Regions from separate parts of the Mus musculus genome. Here region 1 is linked to region 2. The links are chromatin contacts, called in public HiChIP or PLAC-seq maps. All regions are on one chromosome and are shown on one strand. The core of a region is the stretch at or near the end of the contact, and the rest is flanking DNA. Distances in the headings are between cores, read along the strand shown. Region 1 has its middle 3.5 kb from the start of Gm46411. Region 2 has its middle 7.8 kb from the start of AI463229.

Region 1 (3,160 bases), core at 587-3,086, 130 kb after region 2:
ATCACACACTGCAAGCTCTTTCTGTGTTTGAGAACATCTTTCTGAGTTTTTTTTTTTTTTTTTTTTTTTTTTTTTTAAAGTAGTGCTGAAGATGGAACACAGCCCCACCAACATTCTGGGCACAGGCCCTCTGCCACTGAGCGACACACCCAGCCCTCAATCCTTCTCCATCCAGATGGCAGCACCTCTGTCAGGCTGAATACCTAGGACACTGCCCTAAATTTACCATAATTCCCAGACTCAGGATTTTGTTGTTGGTGTTGTTGGTGTTGTTTTGGCTCTTCCTGCATGGAGCCACACCTATGTATTGTTCAGAAATGCAGCTTACTTTCCAGGATCCTTTACAGCCTGTCTGTGACACAGCTGCCCCTCAGCTCTGGTGGCTGCACCTGCTTGGCTCCCCTGCAATGTCAGAGACTGAGAACCCAGCATCAAGCCTCCTTTCGCTTCCGGTGTGCCTCTTCCTGAATGAGTCGGATCTTCTTCTTTAGTTCCCTCTCTCATCTCAAGGGCCACATCTAACAGAATGCTTTCTCTATGAATCAAAATGACTTTGGTTTAATTAAATGCCTTCCACAGAACTCAGGGCGGGGGGGGGGGGGTGTTGTTTTTGCCTTTTTTTTTTTTTTAACAAATTTGGAGCCTTCATTAGAAAGTGAAAGTAGATGTTAATCCTTTTAAAATATGAACCAGCAAGTCATTATCATTACACACACACACACACACAAGAGAAACTTAGTTCAAATGAGCAAAGATGCTTGAATCCTGTCACCTTTTCATCTTTGCCCAGGATAACGTTGTTATAGTGCCTTTACTTTACACTACATAACTCCTGCTAAACTCCTTAGGTAGGAGATATAATTGGCTTTTCCTTGAGAGAAGGGGAGTCACGAAGTGTGTCTGAGCAAGTCTCTGGCAAATCCCCTGGGTACTGAATAATGAAGCCTGTCTAGCTCCCAGAGTCCAGCTCTTCTCACTTTCCTTTGAACAAGGCCAGCCCATTGCTCTTTTTCAGCCCAGCTCTGGTGTTGGGGGTGGGGGTGGGAGTGGGAATCCAGTGGCCAGAGACTAAAGGGAGCTTCAAAGAGCCACGGAATCTGGTCTTCAAAAGAAAGCGTGCTCAAAGAGTTGAATGGTCCCCAGCTTGAGGACTGGTGAGTTCCTTAGGTGTGCCACAAGTGGAAGTGTGCATCTGTGGCTAATTGAAGTTCTCAGAATAATCCCTGCCCCAGGACACACACCCCACCCCCTGTGACTGGAGGGAGTGCTCAGATAAGAGCCCCCAGGCCTACATTTTACCCTTTGACTGGGATGGGCTATCATCCTTCACAGCTCACACACACAGCAAAGCCCCCTGTGCTCCCTGGCACAGGAAAGAAGTCTTTCCACATCACAGGAGCCAAACCCCAGGAGTTCTGAGGGCTGAGAACTTTGCCCTTGTAAACTGCTTTGGTAAAGAACTCAAAGGCAGGAGAGTGCGATAAGGAAACTGCTCCACATTGTTTTATAGTCTTAGCATTCACCCGGTTCCTGTAGTGTTCTGTATTCTTCTACTTGAACCATAGAAGCCAAGCGTATCCCTCCTCCCACCAGGCTGGAACATCCCATTTACCCAGTCTTGGGCTCTGTTGTGTGCCCGCAACATTCTGAAGTACAGTCTACATCTTTGAGTAAAATATCTGCTGAATCTGTCATTGGCTTCAACATTCACATTGGCAGGGGTTTTCTTTGAGGTTTTTTTTTTTTTTGGTTTTTGTTTTTTAATTGGGTGGAGGTGTGCGTTAGTACAACTTTTACCAGCTTAACTAGTTTTAAGTGTAGAGGTCACCATATGGAGAACACTCACACCTATTGTGAAACCATCACCAATATCCAGCCCCACAATCCTTTTCGTCTTCCCAATCTGAAACTGTCCTGAAATAATACTAACTTCCAATTTCTCCAACTGTAACCTCCCAGCAACCTCCGTTCTGCTTCCTCTTTCTAGGAGTCTGACTGCTCGAAGAACCTTCTGTAGGTAGAACCATACTGTATCTATTGTTAGCAGAATGTCCTCGGGGCTGATCGATTCAGAGTGTGTGTCAGAGTCAACCTCCCCAACCCTGTTTCTTTTGTGCTTTTGTGGTTTTGTGGTTGTGTGTGTGTGTTGCTAGTATCAAACACAAAACCTTGTGCTTACTAGACAACGTATTCCTTCAGTGAGCTACAACCCCAGCAACCTCCTTACTACCTAAAACCAAGCAGTCTCCCATGGAAGGAGAGGGTTTAGCAGTTAATAACACTTGCTGCTCTTCCTGAAGACATAGGTTCAATTCTCAGTGCCCACATGGCAGTCACAACCACCTGTAACTCCAGTTCCAACAGATCTGACACTCTATTCTGCCCTCCATTTGGCGTCAGGCGCACATGTGGTGTGCAAACATACACGCAAGGCGAAACACCCACACACATAAAATAGAAATAAATCTTTAGTGGTGCATACCTTTAATCCTAAAACTCAGGAGGGAGAGGCAGTGAGATCCTGTCTCAAAAAAGCAAGACAAATGAAAAAGTATTCTATAATTTGCATTTTTCAGTCTATTCATTCACCCATCAACAGAATTTTGGCTACTGTGCCCAATGCTGCTATCAGCATAACCGTACAGACAATTTTTCAACACCCTGTTTTCAGTTCTTCAGGGGATATACACAGAAGTGTCATTGCTAAATCATATGCCAGTTCTATTTTTAATCTTTCAAGGAACTACCAACCTTTTTCCATTCTGACCGGCACAGACGAGCAGTTTTTCCACGCCCTCGACACACTACCTCCTGATTGTTTGGACAGTAGGGCATCTGAAAGGTGTCAACTCCAGTATCATTTGTTTTTTTCTTGCCCAGTTCTTATTGTTTTAACTATAGATTTGTAGTCATTTTTACTAAAATTTTGATGCATTTGTTTATTGTAGTGTATGTGGGGGTGGTGGTGATGGGGGGGCCGTCAAAAGGACAACTTTCAGGAATCAGTTTTCAACTTTTAGCGTGATTCATATAGATCATGTTCCTTAGATCAAAATCAAGATGTCAAGCTTGGCAGCAAACACCTTGACCCGCTAAGCAATCTTGCCAGCAGGCTTCATAATGTCTTAATATCTAGTATCTCTTCTGTCTATATAGTTCT
Region 2 (3,421 bases), core at 56-2,555:
ATGTGTGTGTATGTGTGTATATGTGTATGTGTGTGTAATGTGTGTGTGTGTTCTGATTTTAATCATTCCATGACCATTTGGGTAGCAAGATATAGTTCCCTACAGTACAGCATCTTATTGCACCTGTCATATAAATTCTTTAATCTGGGCCAGGCGTGGTGGCGCACGCCTTTAATCCCAGCACTTGGGAGGCAGAGGCAGGCGGATCTCTGAGTTCGAGGCCAGCCTGGTCAACAGAGTGAGTTCCAGGACAGCCAGGGATATACAGAGAAACTCTGTCTCAAAAAAAAAAGAAAGGAAGGAAGGAAGGAAGGAAGGAAGGAAGGAAGGAAGGAATTCCTTAATCTGATGATGAAACATTATAATGCCCAAATTACAGTGATGCTTTCTACTCTATTCTCAAACATGCAACTCTAAATCTCGAGTGAGCATTCATTCACCTGCGCTAGTTGAGGTCCTTGGGAATCCAAACAAGCCTGGCTGTCCACACGTGGACCAGTGAGTTTCACCTGCCAGCTGGGCCCATCTCATATGACCACTTGGCGACATTTAGTGAGCACACATAAGTGATACCCAATAAAACGGGCCAGAGAAAGAGAAGAGCAGTAGGACTGACTTCTCTCCATTCTGCTGTTTTGTTTCAAACTCCACTCATTCCCAACCGGCCGGATCAAGGCCCCCTGAACAACAGACACCAGCATACTTGTTGGGTTTTAGCCAAGTGTTCTTTAGCTGATCAGAAATTGATGAGGTATGCCTCCGGAGTCCCATTTCTTTTATGTTCTTCTCGGGGGGGGGGGGTTTCCCAGGAAGAGCTAAAAGATGCGAAACTGACAGGCACGTGCAGGGACTCAGCCAGATTGCACCTGTCAGAGAGGAAGACGGGCCCTTGGGTAAGCTACTCTCTTGAGAGCTTGGCTCTCTGTGAGTTGGATTGGGGTGGGGTGGTTCATCTAACAAAATCTCTCTAGAGGCTCCTGGCTATTTGCCTTGACTGCTCCCTAGTCTGAACCGCGTCCAGGTAAATCTCAGCTGCCTCTTGCTCTCTACGAAATCAAACATTTGACTCTACACAACGGCACATGATGAAATAGCCACCTAAGCCCCGCCCCCACTAGGCAGACATTATTATGCTTGAGACCAGTGGTGCTGTTTGAAGCTTACTGTGAAGGACAGTATATTTGACTTTCTTTTCCTCCTTTTTCATTCTACCAATAGGCAACGGCTTACTTAACTAATCTATCAAACATGGTGTCCCTTCCTTCCTGGACAAACTCTGAAGACATTTTCCATCTCAGTACTTCCTGCCCTGCCCTGCCCTGCCCTGCCCCCAGAGAAGCAGGAGGCCTCAAGTCAGACGTGAATCGGCCCCCTGGGAGCTGTCAGCCCCACCCACACATCCCACATCATTACTCGGGCTTCGTGAGGGCATTGCTGAGTGCCTTTTAACCAACCTGTCTATAAATGTGCAGAAGTCTTCGTTGTTAGTTAGCTTCCTGGTGAAACAGAGACAAGACTTCAAGATGAGGCTCAAGATGGCTTCCTGCCTTTGAAAGCTTAGACTGTCACCTGTTCTCAGGCTACAATCAATCTCTTCCTTCCCCGTCTTGACTCATTGTGAGGAAGCATTAAAATACAGGACCTCTCCAGTCCCCTCCTCTGCTTTGCTACAATGAGACGGACATAATAAATCCAGTACCCTCGCTTAGGCAAGGGTAACCCCTACCTTAGACAACTGGAAGTATAAAAACGGCTCCATTAGCTTCCTTGAGGAAGGTACAACTAATAAAGACTCCTTAAGGCCCTTCCATCTTTTGCCTATTAGATGGCTGTAGTGTGAATTCCCTGTCCTTGTAGTCTGGATTTTGGGTACAGCATCCTGCAGTGAGTGAGGCATGTCTGCATGATCTTCAGGGACAGTGACTACACAGTCTGAGTACATTGCTCGTGTGTGTGTGTGTGTGTGTGTGTGTGTGTGTGTGTGTGTGTATGTGTGTGTGTTCCGGTTACCCACCACCTCTGCAGAAGGCAAAGCCCTAGCCTCTGGGCCATGAGGAAGATGAGCAAGCACATTTCTGCCTTGCAGCAGCTTAGCCAGGAAGAGGTCACAGCACAGAAAGAAAAAAAAAAGTGTGGTTATCACCGCTCTCCATCTGGTTTGGTTTGGAAAGGATACAGTTGTCCCTTCAAACCCAAGAGTCCCACATCTGTGGCTTCAACCAACCATGGATCAAAAACATTGTGTGTGTGTATGGGGGGGGGGGGACCTGCATTCCTGCTGAACATATACAGACTATTTTTATCTTGTCAATTCCCAAATAATCCAGCATGGCAGCTATTCATGAAGCAGTCATACTGTGTTACGTAGCCACCATCCACAGGTGATTTCATGCAGAAAGGTGGATGCAGGTTCTCTGGTGATGCTGCACTACTTTATGTAAGGGATGTAAGCAGCCATTGATTTTAACATCCGTCAGAGTCCTGAAAACAATCCCCTTAGATACCAAGGGACAACTACGGTAGACAAAATCCAGGCCCATTTGCCTGAATAAAGACAACTGTGTTCATTGCTGAATATTGACTTGAGGTCAATAAATAGACCCAGGTTTCTAAGTCATCGGCCTTGAAGAGTAATGTCTACATAGAACATGGCACATAAAATGGGTCCCTTCCTATGAAAGTTTACAGAATAATACGTATATGGCTGAACACAAATGTTTTGCCCCCACGTGGCATGCTTTTGAGATCTTGCTTTTAATGGTACCAACCTTTGAAAATCCTCCAGATTGAAAGATGAATGGGAGAAAACCCATATATGTAGCGGGAGGCACCTCAGGCTGCCTACAGATAATGTGACAAGCCCAGAGATTGGTGACAAGGGGAACCACGTGGAGGTGCCTTGCCAGGACAGCAAGGGCGGCTGCTGCTGAAGACTGTCCCTCACAGTCCTGTCTGACAGCCACTAAGCCCAGGCGGCCGCCCAGCCTACAGCCCACTTCCAGGCATCTGCCTTTCCTTCCCCAGAGGAGCCTACCCGGGCAGCCCCAGCTTTAGTAAGATTAAATTCGACTCTGTATTCCAAGTGGCCCACACCAACCAAATCCACACTGCCATGCTAAATATGTATCTCCTGATCAAATAAATTAGCTCTCATGCCTGCTAAAAAGAGTCAGGTCCCTGAAAGAATTGTGTTCCAGCTCAGCTATGATGGGCAGGCACCCTTGGCCTCTTCCATAACCATGTTAGAATTGCATCATACCCAAAGCATGCGCTCACCAGTCTTAGCTGGTTCAGGCAGGACGAAGTCTCAGATATCAGCTCTCTGACCATTTCATTCCGTCTGCATGAACTGAGGTCAGTCCCATCAGGTGAGGATTATCTTAAATACTTGCCACAATCCGACCTCAGCAACCTGAAGGGA

Evidence for each region. HiChIP or PLAC-seq counts read pairs in DNA pulled down with a chosen protein or histone mark.
Region 1: an H3K27ac HiChIP or PLAC-seq map of the HPC-7 cell line shows a contact between it and region 2, with 5 times the contacts expected there. The contact joins two enhancer-like sites. A contact is called at or near these places in 1 of 15 datasets of contacts at CTCF or cohesin (CD8 T cells), 10 of 484 Hi-C or Micro-C datasets (the 3T3-L1 cell line, CD4 T cells, CD8 T cells and 5 more) and 4 of 115 datasets of contacts at active chromatin or transcription factors (CD8 T cells, the HPC-7 cell line, bone marrow-derived macrophages and 1 more).

The regions. Positions count from the first base shown.
Region 1 is chr13:37,801,460-37,804,619 of GRCm38.p6, forward strand. It overlaps a transcript of Rreb1 not described here. Among named protein-coding and RNA genes, the nearest start is that of Gm46411, 3.5 kb to the left of the region's middle. Within about 2 kb of position 1,837, at least 12 of the 459 cell types and tissues checked have an H3K27ac peak or open chromatin away from gene starts, as enhancers often do. A contact at or near this core is called in the HPC-7 cell line, where this site is marked.
Region 2 is chr13:37,673,811-37,677,231 of GRCm38.p6, forward strand. No RefSeq gene overlaps it. Among named protein-coding and RNA genes, the nearest start is that of AI463229, 7.8 kb to the left of the region's middle. Within about 2 kb of position 1,306, at least 52 of the 459 cell types and tissues checked have an H3K27ac peak or open chromatin away from gene starts, as enhancers often do. A contact at or near this core is called in the HPC-7 cell line, where this site is marked.